3 separate regions of the Gossypium hirsutum genome follow, and regions 1 and 3 are each linked to region 2. Evidence: chromatin contacts called from public Hi-C data. All regions are on one chromosome and are shown on one strand. Each heading gives the region's core, a stretch centred on a gene start, on an enhancer-like site or on the middle of the called end of the contact. The rest is flanking DNA. Distances are from core to core; before and after follow the strand shown. Region 1 holds the start of LOC107910732. Region 2 has its middle 19 kb from the start of LOC107910731. Region 3 has its middle 23 kb from the start of LOC107908097.

Region 1 (4,159 bases), core at 48-2,547, 130 kb before region 2:
AAAGCCCTGGCCTGAATTTGTTGCGGCTGGCTGTATTAATGTGATTTTCTCTTTCAAATCAGCATTTATTTTGTTCTACACCAGATAATTAATTGAAAATGTGTCATTATTATTTTTGTAGTGAAATTTAATCAAACAATTAGAAGGCGCAATTTGAGCTTTGATTTTGTCATATGAATAGCGGTAGATTATTACCAAAATTCATATTAATATTAAATGCAATTACCATATAATAAAACAAATGGTTAAATATATAGTTATGAACAGCTTGAGACCAACAATGGGCTTTCCAAAGACCCAAAAAAACCCATCCCAAAGTCATATATAAAAATCAATAGATATAGTAAATAATTCTCGTTTTCTACCCACAAAGTCTAACCATCTAGAACTTCATGAATCAGTCATATGGTAATTTGGTAGCACATGTTTGTTGTTATTTCTTATAAATATTATAATTGATTTACTAATTCAATCTAAACAACATAATTTATTTGCCGTCACATATTATTATAGTACAATCCTGTTCACATTTTATTATTAAAACTTAAAAGATTAGAAAACCAGTTTCGTCCCCCAATTTTGATAGACTAAATTTGTTTTTTTTAAAAGTCAGTGCAATTTAATCATTATTAAATTTAAAAATGAGTAAATAAGGATAATTATTCACAATGTTAATGTTATTGATCAATTGTACATGTTTATTTATTGGTATAAACATATTTAACCTTCAAAATTTATGTAGTATGTGGATTTAGTCTTAGTTTAATAAATTTATCTTATAGCATTTACATTTTCTATCAATATTTACACAGAATATATAAATATTAAGGACTAATTTTTTTATTATATCAATAAATGTTATGTATAATTGACAAAAATATTAGCACCGTTATTAATTGCTTCAAGTTGTTGATCTTAGAAATTAATAAGAAATAAATTTGTTAAAGAAGTTAAGTGAGTAGGCAATAAGCTGCCAACATCCCTTCATACGTTAATATTTCATTTGTCTAGAAATGTCAAAATTTTTAGTTTTGGGTTTCTTTCAAGAGTTTGTTCCCAATTTGTTTGGATTTTTTCTCCAAGACACCCAAAAGTTAGGTAATCTATGATGCAATTGCGGGGTGAATTTGTGTCCCATTGACACAAAGCTGTTGTTAAAATCATAAACTTAGACGGAAAGTCACGAATGATGGCATTCATGATGTAAAAAAAGAGGATTAATATGTGCCCACGTCAACTTCAGACAATTGTGGGTCACCGCTCAGGCTTATATAACCCAACCACACGTACCTGAAATATAGATAAACAATTGGAACCAAAATAAATATAGATAGATACAAAGCCCTCTCTCTCCCCCCATGTGATTAAAGAATCAAATAGAAAAAGAAGCTATATTCCGTGACCGAGTTTAGAAAATCTGATATGCAATTTAATTTGCTTGGTATTAAAAGGCGGCTATTTGGTCAATAAACTCTACTTACTGCCCCCAGCTGTCTCTTTGGCTCTTCTCATCTCAACCTTTCTATATTTGAAGCCCCGTCAATCTGCTACTGCTCGTTAATCTTAACGAAAATATGGAAGTGGTGATACCAAGTTCGCCGATTATGGATTTTAATTTCAACAGTGCTCGATCATCTCCTCGGTCGACTGCTCCTTCTACGCCTCGCCGATTTGGTGAATGTTTCTTTAGTGCACCCACGAGTCCCACCCGGTTGTCCGAGTTTTATCGCGAATTCGATAGATTCTCCTTGTTGAACGATAGGGAAAGCAGTGGTTCGGCGGTTCCTTTTGATTGGGAAGTAAAACCCGGTACACCCAAGTCCCCATTTTCAACCGGAGATGATTTCGCTTTTGATTTTACTGAGGACTTGGAGAAAACATTTCTCTCGGCTGAAGAACTCTTTGATGGGGGTAAAATCAAGCCATTGAAGTCACCACCTGGGTTAAAGGTTTACGATAATAACCAGAAAAGCCCGCTTTTATCGTCGCCAAGATCGCCATTTTCCCAAGGCAAAAAGATCATCCGTGACGCATTTTCACCAAGAAAGCAAAAGGATCGAAACCCTTTGGCAACTGCTGTTGAAACCAGTCAAAATAATAAAGAACATGGAAGAGGTAGAGAAAGGGTTCAAGATTTGAAGTTAAGGAATTCAAGCCGCCGAGCAACAAGATCGCTCTCTCCTTACAGAGTCTCAGACAAAGATTATCCATGGGACGTTGATGATGAAGGAAAAGAAGAGAGGAAACAGCAGCAACGTGAACCCACCACCACAAAGCAACCATCATTGAACTCAAAGCCATCCAGAAAATGGAGATTGAGAGATTTCCTGTTGTTCAGAAGCGCATCGGAGGGACGTGCAAGTGGTAAAGATCCACTCAGGAAGTATTATTCATCGAGCTTTTCCAAGAAACCAGAAGAGAACAAGAATTCAAGTTTGCGATCGAGGGAAAGCTCTGGTTCAGTAGGATCTAGAAGAAAAATATCGGCTCACGAGCTACATTACACAACAAACAAAGCAGCATCTGAGAACATGAAGAAGAAAACTTTCCTGCCATACAAACAAGGAATTTTGGGAAGACTATCCTTCAGTCCTCTTTCCAATGGGTTCGGAAAATAATCAGTCATCATATCTCATAATTAAGTTATTTCATTTTTTTTGTTGTTGTTGTAAAGATTATTCGCTTGGTTCTTCCTATAGAAATGTATAATTCGTAGTACGACTGAAATAAATGAGAATTTGTTTGATGCATGCTACTCATAGTGTTGAGACCTCGCCTGTAAAATTATGGTGTTCATATCACATAAAATAATTAGAGTTTCAGTTCACATCTGTATTTATTAAAAACCTATATACTCATATACTACTATTATCTAATATTAAATTAATTAAATTCAAAAATTTAATTTTAGACATAATAATTTATTTGATCCTTTAATTTTAAAAAATTATTTTAACTTTTTATTTTTTTTCTCTTTTTAACCCTTAAATTTAGATTTTTTTTATCAAACCACTTAAAAATAGATAAAATGTTAACATTTTCTAACTTTACTAACACACCATATAGTGGAAAGACATGTCTATATTTAATTAATTTTTAAAATTTTAAAATATAAAAAATTATGTTTTTATAATTTATATTTTAATGAATTTTAATGAATTTTAAATTTTAAAATATTTTTTTAATTTTTAAAATTTAAAAATTAATTAAATATTTATGTGTCACATCAACAAAATTTTAAAAAAATTCATCAATTTTAGGTTGATTTAATAAAGAAATTTTAATTTTAATTTTTTAAAATTAAATAAATAATTAAAATATTTTTTTAAGTTGAAAGGTATAAGTTAGAATTGTGTCAACATTTTTTACATGTTTTGCTGATGATTCATATTTCACGTGTAATTTAGGTAAAGCGTGGATGAAGGATGGCACTCTTATTAGCTCTTAAATTTTATCCATCTTGAAAAAATAATAAGGAACCCCAATGAAGATTTTAGAAATAATAATAATAAATATATAGAGAGATCTTATCCCGTAGCTCTTTCTTTGGTATGATACGGTTAACCAAGATTAGCCCCAACTTCCAAGAAACTATTATATCATTATCATATCAAATTGTAAATAATAAAATATTGGAAACCCTGAATTCCTAATCCCTTCTACTTTATTATATTTAAGCACAAATTACAAGTTTATTCTAGAACATATTTTTTTAATTGAAATTATACCTACTTCTTTCACCATAAATCATTTTTTACTTTGATTTATCTCTTAATTATCTATTAAAATAAAATAAACTAAAGACTTAAGTAGGGGCGTCAGTAGGGCGGGTTTCGCGGAATCCCGCTCCACTTCGCACCCAATTGAGTGGGATGGGTACAAGTTTTGCGAGTGGTGGAGTAGGGATGGGGACAAAAATTAGACATACTGTGAGTGGTGGGGTAGGCGTGGGTATGACCTTGTACTTGTCTCGTCCCATCCTTGCCTGCCTCATATATTTAAAAAATAAGCATTTATAAAAAAATTAATTTTGATAATAGTACTCAATTCACGTTCACTGGTTTTTTTTTAAAGAGAGCACTCTATAGTTTCTCACCCAATTTTAACACACCTCACTCCTTCAATTTCTCACTTTCTTTGTTTTACATGAAAACCCTAA
Region 2 (4,208 bases), core at 1,419-3,918:
AACCTTTTCCTATCAGTTCAATCACCACTAAAGTTCCTTTGGTCTTAATACACTGCGACATGTGGGGGCCTCATAAGATTGCCACACATACAGGAGCTCGTTTCTTTCTCACCATCGTAGATGATTACACACGTTGCACTTGGATTTTTTTAATGAGACACAAATCTGAAACTCAATATCTTTTATCAAAATTCATCCATTTTGTCTATACACAGTTTGATACTTCCATTAAAATCCTAAGGACTGATAATGGTACTGAGTTTGAGCCTCTTAAAACCTTTCTTTATGACCACGGTATTGAGCTTCAAACTTCTTGTGTCAACACACCACAACAAAATGGTGTTGTTGAACGAAAACATCGTCACATCCTTAACGTGACTTGTTCCCTTAGGTTCCAATCTAATGTTCCTTTAACCTTTTGGGGCGATTGTGTCTTGACTGCTGTTTACCTAATAAATCGGCTCCCTACACCAGTTTTATCAAACCAAACACCATATGAGCGTCTATACAACAAACGTCCAAAACTTGACCATCTCAAAGTTTTTGGCTGTCAATGTTATGCCACCAATGTTCATCGCAAACTCAAATTTGATCCTCGAGCTATCTCTTGTGTTTTCGTCGGATATCCCAATGGACAAAAAGGATACAAACTCTATGATCCCACTACTTAGAAATTTTTTGTCGGTCGTGATGTACATTTTTGTGAAAATGTTTTTCCTTTTTCTCAAAAAGTTTCATCTCATTCACCAAACTTGCAGCCACAATTAATTTTGGATGCTGATCAGATTTCTTTCCCAACAAGTCATGCCCCATCTGCTGAAAATCAGCCATCATCTAGTGACCCTTTACCATCGAACAATTCATCATCCTCGACCAGTCCACCATCCTTTGCTCAGCCACCTAATATCACTTTATCATCACCATCCATTCCTCCTATTACTACCGAAGAAATGCAACCACCTTCCGTAGCTCTACCTGATGACCAAACTCTCCGTAGATCAACTCGAACTAAACAAGCACCACGTTGGCATCAAGAGTATATCATGTCATCTGAAGCCAATCACGCTGCCCCGAAAACAAGTCTGATTCACAATAGGCTCTGAGATAAGGGATAGGCACACCCTACCCTCTTGCTTTTGTGCACATAAATTAGAAACTTGGTATTTGATTGAAATGATATTACTGACTTGTTTAACATTAATTTGGTCAAAAGATTTACTTAAAAATCAGATTTATAATAAATTAATGAAATTTATACTTTATTATTCTATTCAATTGTTATATAAATTTCATATAAATTGATTCAAAAAAATATAAATTTTATAATTTCATTTTAACTCTTAACTAAGAGAATAAACGCGTTTAAATTTACGTCTTTTTGCACAAACAATAATAGTGATAAGAATCAAGTTAACACTCAGTTGACCATATAAATATAATTTTAGTATTAATTTATTCTTTCTATTCGTATATAAACAGGGTGATTGAAATTTTATAGATTTGCTTGTTGCATACTGGTGAACAACGGGAAAGACGTGGGAGCAGTTTCAGAATTGGATTAAATATAGAAATTTACTTGAAGAATCCTAAAAATGATGACAAGGACAAATAGTAAGCGCAAAAGCTGGTGGTAGGAATCTATGCCAAGGTAAATATACGAATAAATCAGTTCCCTTTGCCCTCTAGGGTTCGAATATAGTTTTTTTATTTTTATGTTTTGGGTAAATTTTATAGTTTATGTTTAAGATTCGTGTTTGCTTATTTTAATAATATTGTTTTTAATATTTAAACATGTTTTCTTTCTTAAGAGTGTAATGTATCTTACCATTACATTTAACAATTATTGGTAAATTTATCTAAAGAAATAATTATTAGGTACATGCTTTATTTTTATTTTTAGGTATAATTACAGATGGTTCTTCTCAGTTTTATGGCCTAAAATTAATTTTAATATATTTAAATAAAGTATTTTTAACTATATCTATTTCTTGATTTAAACTTAATTCAAATATTTAGAGAAGAAATCCGTCATTTTTTCCATCCACTTGTTGGTGTTTACATGCTTTATTTAACCAATATGACGAGATAATCTCATATATACATATATATATATATGATATTTTCTTGATGTGCTCAGCCATTTGATTAATGTCTTTTAATGGCTGAAACAAGTAATGTGTTGATCATATTGGTCTCCACAGATGATAACCCAATAAAACAGCGTACCAAGCTGAAGAGCAGTTTTTAAATTTAAAATTGAAAATTTGTTTTTGGTCTAATTAAATAAAAAATAGTGATGATGAAGATTCTGAATCAAATCATTTTAGAAACAAATGAAGAAGCAGAGCAGCCAGCACATGCTCAAAATCATTAGTGAGATGGCAAGATTCAGATGCACACGCAGAAAGAATCTGCAGTTTTATTCATTAAACCGTGTCATATACATTCACCCTCCATCATTAACAAGTTGAATAGCAGTTTCGGCATGATTTAAGGAAGGATCACCAGTTTTCTCTGGTGCCACGATGGAGCTTTTAGAGCCCACAACACTACAGATACAGTAAAGTTGAGAGCTTGAACTGTGGTTTCCATGAGTTGTATGGATTTAGGAGGACCCACTCTTTATCCTGGCCTGGCTTCTACTAAAAAGGCCTAGCAAGATTATATCAATTGGATCCTTGGTTGGCAGGTTGTTGCCTTCAGCTCCAATGGTATTTTGGACTGTGGACTATGCTATACAATGGGCTAAATTCAATTTCATTCTCAGCCAATACCAGTAAATATCTAGTTCTCTCAAAATAAATTGTTTTTAAAGCATTTAAAAGTTAGCAAAAAAGGACATTTCAAGATGGTGTTAACTATTTTTTTCATAAATTGTAAGGTATACAATTTAGTCCCTCTCAAAATAAATGAGGTAGTTGTGTCCTTATATTATTCAAAACTAAACAAATACAGGTAGTTGAGCACAATGCCAATTATTTCTGTTATTAAAACCTAGATAAAAGTAGTTGTATTAAGAGTTAGATTGTATTTTGTTCCCTCTAATAAAAAAATGGGCAAATTAATTATTATACATTAGATCAAAGAGCAAAGTAATCATTTCTGTTAAGATTTCATCTCTTTCTATTGTTAAAAATTGGAGTGACTGACAAAATTACTAGACAATGACACGTGGTATGCCATATGTATCTTAAGCTGACGTACAAGAATCAATTTTTAACCATAGAAATGAATGAAAGTTATAACAAAATGATCAATTTCTCTTTGATCTAATGTCCAAGAACTAATTTGTCCACTTTTAATACATGGACCAAAATATAATCTAATTCCTAATACATAGGCTTTTATGTTACTTTTACCTCAAACATGATTTGACAAAAAATTATCACCCAACTAATTACGTTTGTTTTATTTTTGTTCAATTTTATTAGTTGTTGTTAACTTTATGACGGAAAGATAATATGACAATTTTAAAATTGACATGATAATAAATTTAACAATTACTATTTAAACATTGTATAAATTTAATCATAATTCTTAAAAAAATTTATACTCTATATTTATAGAAACCCAAAATATGCCTAAATCTAATAATGTTGAGAAAGCCACAACAATTGGGTTATGATGACCCTGTAAGTGTTTATTGCAATCCATGAATTTGTTAACAATCATATTGTTCATCGTAGGCAAAATTTTGTTCATCAGACTAAGACACTCTTCCATTGCTTGTGCTTCTTTAATTTGACTAAACTCATAATTGCAATTACTGCCCCTCTAAAACACATAAAAATTTGATTTTGAATAGTAAAATTTGATAAATTAGTTGCTTTTCAAACTAAAATTTAATTTTGAACTAAAATTTTAATTCTAATTTTGTGACACCCCAAACTCGACCTAGATGTTATAGTCAGATTATGGAGGTCACATCACTAAATAAAAGAAAGTACTAGTGTTTTGAAGAACCAATTCCAGCAAGTTAAAACTTTATTGTCTCATTTAAAAAAAAAGAACACTTCAAACATGTCAAAATATTAAGTTAAATTCTCTTATAAACGTACCCACTGAAATTATTTTTAATGAAAACCTCATACTTAATTTGTAGCGACAATTACTTGAAAACTTAAAGTTTCGTTTTAGTCTCTTTAGGAAAAAATATTTATAAACCCGGCCTAGACGTTACAGTCGGATTATGGAGGTCACATCACTAG
Region 3 (4,076 bases), core at 1,077-3,576, 170 kb after region 2:
AGTGGTAACCTACATGATCTTAAGGTATCAATTTTCACTCAGTTATATTTTAGGACTAATTGACGGTGTCCATCATTGTTTTGGAATTAAACACTTTATCTATAGAGTCCTCCAAAACGGATTGAAGGGATTGAGTTACGTTATTTTTTTGTTTGTAATGTTATGATATTAACTAGTTAGTTGTCATAACACGTAATATGATATATATTATAGTAATATAAATAAAAAAGATCATTTGTTTCCTTTTTGAAATGAGATTTAAACCATAAAACATTGTGTCATTCTTCTTCATTGAGTTTGACATAGTTAAACCCTAAACCCTAACCTATTTATCTAATAAATCAATTGGTGCATTGAAGAAATAAAAATATAACCCTACATTGTAATCAAAATGTATCAAACTGAGTTCAACGTTTTATACATAAATGAGTTCATGAATATTTTTTTAAAGATTAATTCAATCAAGAATATCTAAAAATTTTACTATACTTGTTACCTATTGGTGTCAAGTTTAGTTTAGTGTCATGTAGAAATTTTAATTAGAATTTTTAGAGTCAGTCTAGTATCAACTTAATACTTACTAAATGCAATGCCAGTAAGTGTCAAGTTGAAGCTAAAAACCAAGAACCCTATAAATTGAACCTTATTACTAAACCCTAACTCTAATTAAATGCATTGAACTTGATACCCATGGGTGTCAAATTAAATATTCTCTATTAAAGATTCTTTCAGTAGAGATTAATGATGGGGACACTATTTGATGTCAAGATAGTCTATTATACATACATCCAATGGCTGGTGAACATAATAATGCATTTTCCCTATAAATAAGCCCCAAAGCCTCATTCAGTTTACAATTGCATCAAATAGTTATAGTTTAGGTTTAGGAAAATGTGTTAAAGGTTGTCAATGCTTTAAAATAGTCGCCAAGTGAAAAAAAATTATTAAATACAAAACCCAAGGTTTTGGATTTTATTATTCAACATATTCATTGATATTTAACACCACCAATTCACTTTTATAAGGTTTAGGGAAAATAGGTTAAGGCTTTCCACTGAGGAAACATTTTATATGGGGTTTCATCCTCTGTAGAGGCACCTTTAAAAAAGTTGCCCACATTTAGGAAAAAAATTATCCAGTGACTTAGGTAGATGGGTCATGGGTATTAGTTTTACTAGTTGCACATGGTCACTAGGACTATCAAAAGTCACAAAGTAGTCAATGTTAGGGATCAAGGAAACAAATTAGGGCATTCTAGGCACCTAGGCTTTAGGTTTTTCAACTGTGGTGGCATGAACAATCTTTGACATAAATGAACGGTTATATTAACACTCAGATCAATCGATGAGGGTAGATAATCTTTGTGGAATTGACACTTCAGCTATAGGTCACTCTGAAATTGTACAACTATGGTGTTGATTCAATTAAGTACGGTGAATCATCAATCACTTTAGAAGCCAAAATGAAGGTCTAAGTTTAGATTGCTCTAAGGATTTTAGAAAATAGTTTATGTTTTTTTGTTGTGTAATGTTATGTTACTAACTAACTAGCTGCCTTAACGTGTAATGTGATATAAATTATGCTATTGTAAAAAAAATTCATGAATTTTATGTCTTAAAATGAATATTGATAAAACATATTTCTTATTTTTCTGATGTTTGATCTACCAAAACATTAAACCTTAAACAAAATGAATAAAAATTAATTATATAAAGTAAAAAAATCTAATCCATAAACCATAAATAAAATGAATTAAAATTAGTTAGGAAATTATAAAAAAATGATGAATTTGAATTACTTTAGTTTCTTGCGTCTTTTTTTTTCAAACAACAAATGTTTCGATTTTTCATTAAAATAGGAAATTTCAAATTCATTACACATACCTTAATCCCTATAAAGTGTAAAGAAATAACAAAAATTATTAATAAACGCTTGTTAGGTAGAATAAAAAATAATTTATTGTTTGGTAGGTGTATCAAATATTAATCCATTTTCTGGGTAAAGTCACGATCGATCTTCACATTTGCAAAGTAGATACCCTTGTTAGGTTTGAAAGTATAAGAAAAAATACATCTTCAGAAATAAAGCATTACTCTTGACCTCCTCCCAACTTCTAATCTGATGTATATGAGCTTATCCCAATTAGTATAGATATGGTTTATCATTGACCCTAAACCATTCTACACAAATCTCAAATGGAACAAAATTATAATCCTGGATAAATGTAGCCTATAAGATATGTTGAAAATGATTGGCCCAATTGATGACATTCTGGACATGTTTAATAGCCCAATTGTGCTTCGACTCCAAACCTAAATCCATATCATGATACCTATCCATGTCATTTGGATTTGTTAGAATTTCTTACACCACTTCTAATTGCCACAAAGACATATATAAATGGCGTGCACACATTAAAAACTTGACTATGCGCATGTGCGATTGGTGGTAGTAGGACATTAATTTTTACCACCTAGTACGCCTTCTACACAAACTCTAAAAATAAATAAAAAAATATATTTAAATTCAATTATGAGGTGATATTAATTATATTAAATAAATATATGATAACACATGAATTATCGAATTATTTAATTCAATATTAATAGATGCTTGTATTGTTATAATATCATCCTTCTAGTAAGTTATATGATAATGATGACTAGACCACCTATTAAAATAAAAAACTATTAGAACCGATATAAAATGATAAGAATGTTTAACCTTTTATAACATATGCTTTAAATTTTACTTTCTAGAGAAAAGGGAAACTGAGATTCTTTGGGGGCACATCTCCACTAAATCTATATAAGATCCATGTGGGCGCTCAGATTCATTGATTGCCATTCGTCCTAAGGTGTTTTATCCTAGGACATAACATCATCGTCGGTGACAGGGAGATCAAATCAGACTACCATGTCAATAGCCTTTTAACACGTAGTTGAACATGTCTCCCACTATAAAAGAGCCCATGCAAAGAACTCATAGACACTCATGTACACTTCTTCCTTAACCCAGAAAATATTCATACTAGAGAATCTTTCCATCTATCTCTTCTTCAGGTGGTCCTCCACACCAACCACCATCTTCCTCTACATGTTAATCCAACGATTAACAATATTGAAGTAGAAAAACCTGAAGTTTGATCTCCAACATTTAATATCTTATTTGATCAATTCTAATGTTATAATGTATTGTTGTAATATATTATACAATTTATATCATGTAAAAAATAAAATTATATAATATGTTAAATTATGCCATAAGTCCCTATACTCTTCATGATTTGTAATTTAGTCCATATATTTTTATTCCTAGGAATTTACACCCTATACTTTTCAAATTTCAAAATTCAAATCTAATTGTTAAAATTGTAAATTTTTTTTTGTTAAATTTATTGGTGTGGCCTTTTGAAATAATAAAAGTGCTAACTTGGTAGCAATGTAACTAAAAAAATGATGTCGTAATGAACCTAAATTTAACAAAATACTTGAAATTTGAAATTTGAAAGGTAGATGAATTAAATTCCTAGAAATAAAAGTATAGGACTAAATTCCAAATTTATGAAGTGTATAAGGACTTATGACATATTTTAATCTATATAATATTATAATATAAATATCAAAAAATATGTTATAACTATTTATATCTAAAATTTTGATAAAAAGAAGAAAAATGTATAAAATTATTAAATTAACACTATGTTTGGATAAATATAATTAAAGGATCCGACTAAGTCTTAGCTCAATTGACATTGACATTGTTGCCAATACAGGAAAATATGAGTTCAAGCACTCTAAAACACATTTATCCTCATATTTCAAGGTTGGGTAGGATGATGTAGTCGAAAACCAACTAAAAATTCAACTAAGGAAAGTGCACCTATCAATTAATAGTATAGCTACGATGAACACATATATCGTTCCCATGAAGACTAAAAATACTAGTAATTACTGTCTTTCTATTATTTAACCGACAAATTGGAGTGATTGATTAAAAACTAAAATTAACTAAAGAATAAGACAAAGAACAAATCGGGAAAATAATCTAGTAAACCTCTAAGAAGAAAGCAATAT

The links. A called contact is a pair of places that touch in the nucleus more often than the background predicts.
Region 1: a contact with region 2 is called in a Hi-C map of leaf, with 4 times the contacts expected there. The contact joins the promoter of LOC107910732 here to the enhancer-like site in region 2. A contact is called at or near these places in 2 of 34 Hi-C or Micro-C datasets (hypocotyl and leaf).
Region 3: a contact with region 2 is called in a Hi-C map of leaf, with 3 times the contacts expected there. The contact joins two enhancer-like sites. A contact is called at or near these places in 11 of 34 Hi-C or Micro-C datasets (callus, cotyledon, fibers and 2 more).

Annotation. Positions count from the first base shown.
Region 1 is chrD02:20,021,900-20,026,058 of Gossypium_hirsutum_v2.1, forward strand. LOC107910732 reads left to right here and starts at 1,298. Exons shown (of 1, transcript XM_016838699.2): 1 at 1,298-2,755. The coding sequence starts at 1,575. The coding sequence ends at 2,618.
Region 2 is chrD02:20,150,158-20,154,365 of Gossypium_hirsutum_v2.1, forward strand. No RefSeq gene overlaps it. Among protein-coding and RNA genes, the nearest start is that of LOC107910731, 19 kb to the left of the region's middle. Within about 2 kb of position 2,669, at least 4 of the 9 cell types and tissues checked have an H3K27ac peak or open chromatin away from gene starts, as enhancers often do. A contact at or near this core is called in hypocotyl and leaf, where this site is marked.
Region 3 is chrD02:20,320,140-20,324,215 of Gossypium_hirsutum_v2.1, forward strand. No RefSeq gene overlaps it. Among protein-coding and RNA genes, the nearest start is that of LOC107908097, 23 kb to the right of the region's middle. Within about 2 kb of position 2,327, at least 3 of the 9 cell types and tissues checked have an H3K27ac peak or open chromatin away from gene starts, as enhancers often do. A contact at or near this core is called in hypocotyl and leaf, where this site is marked.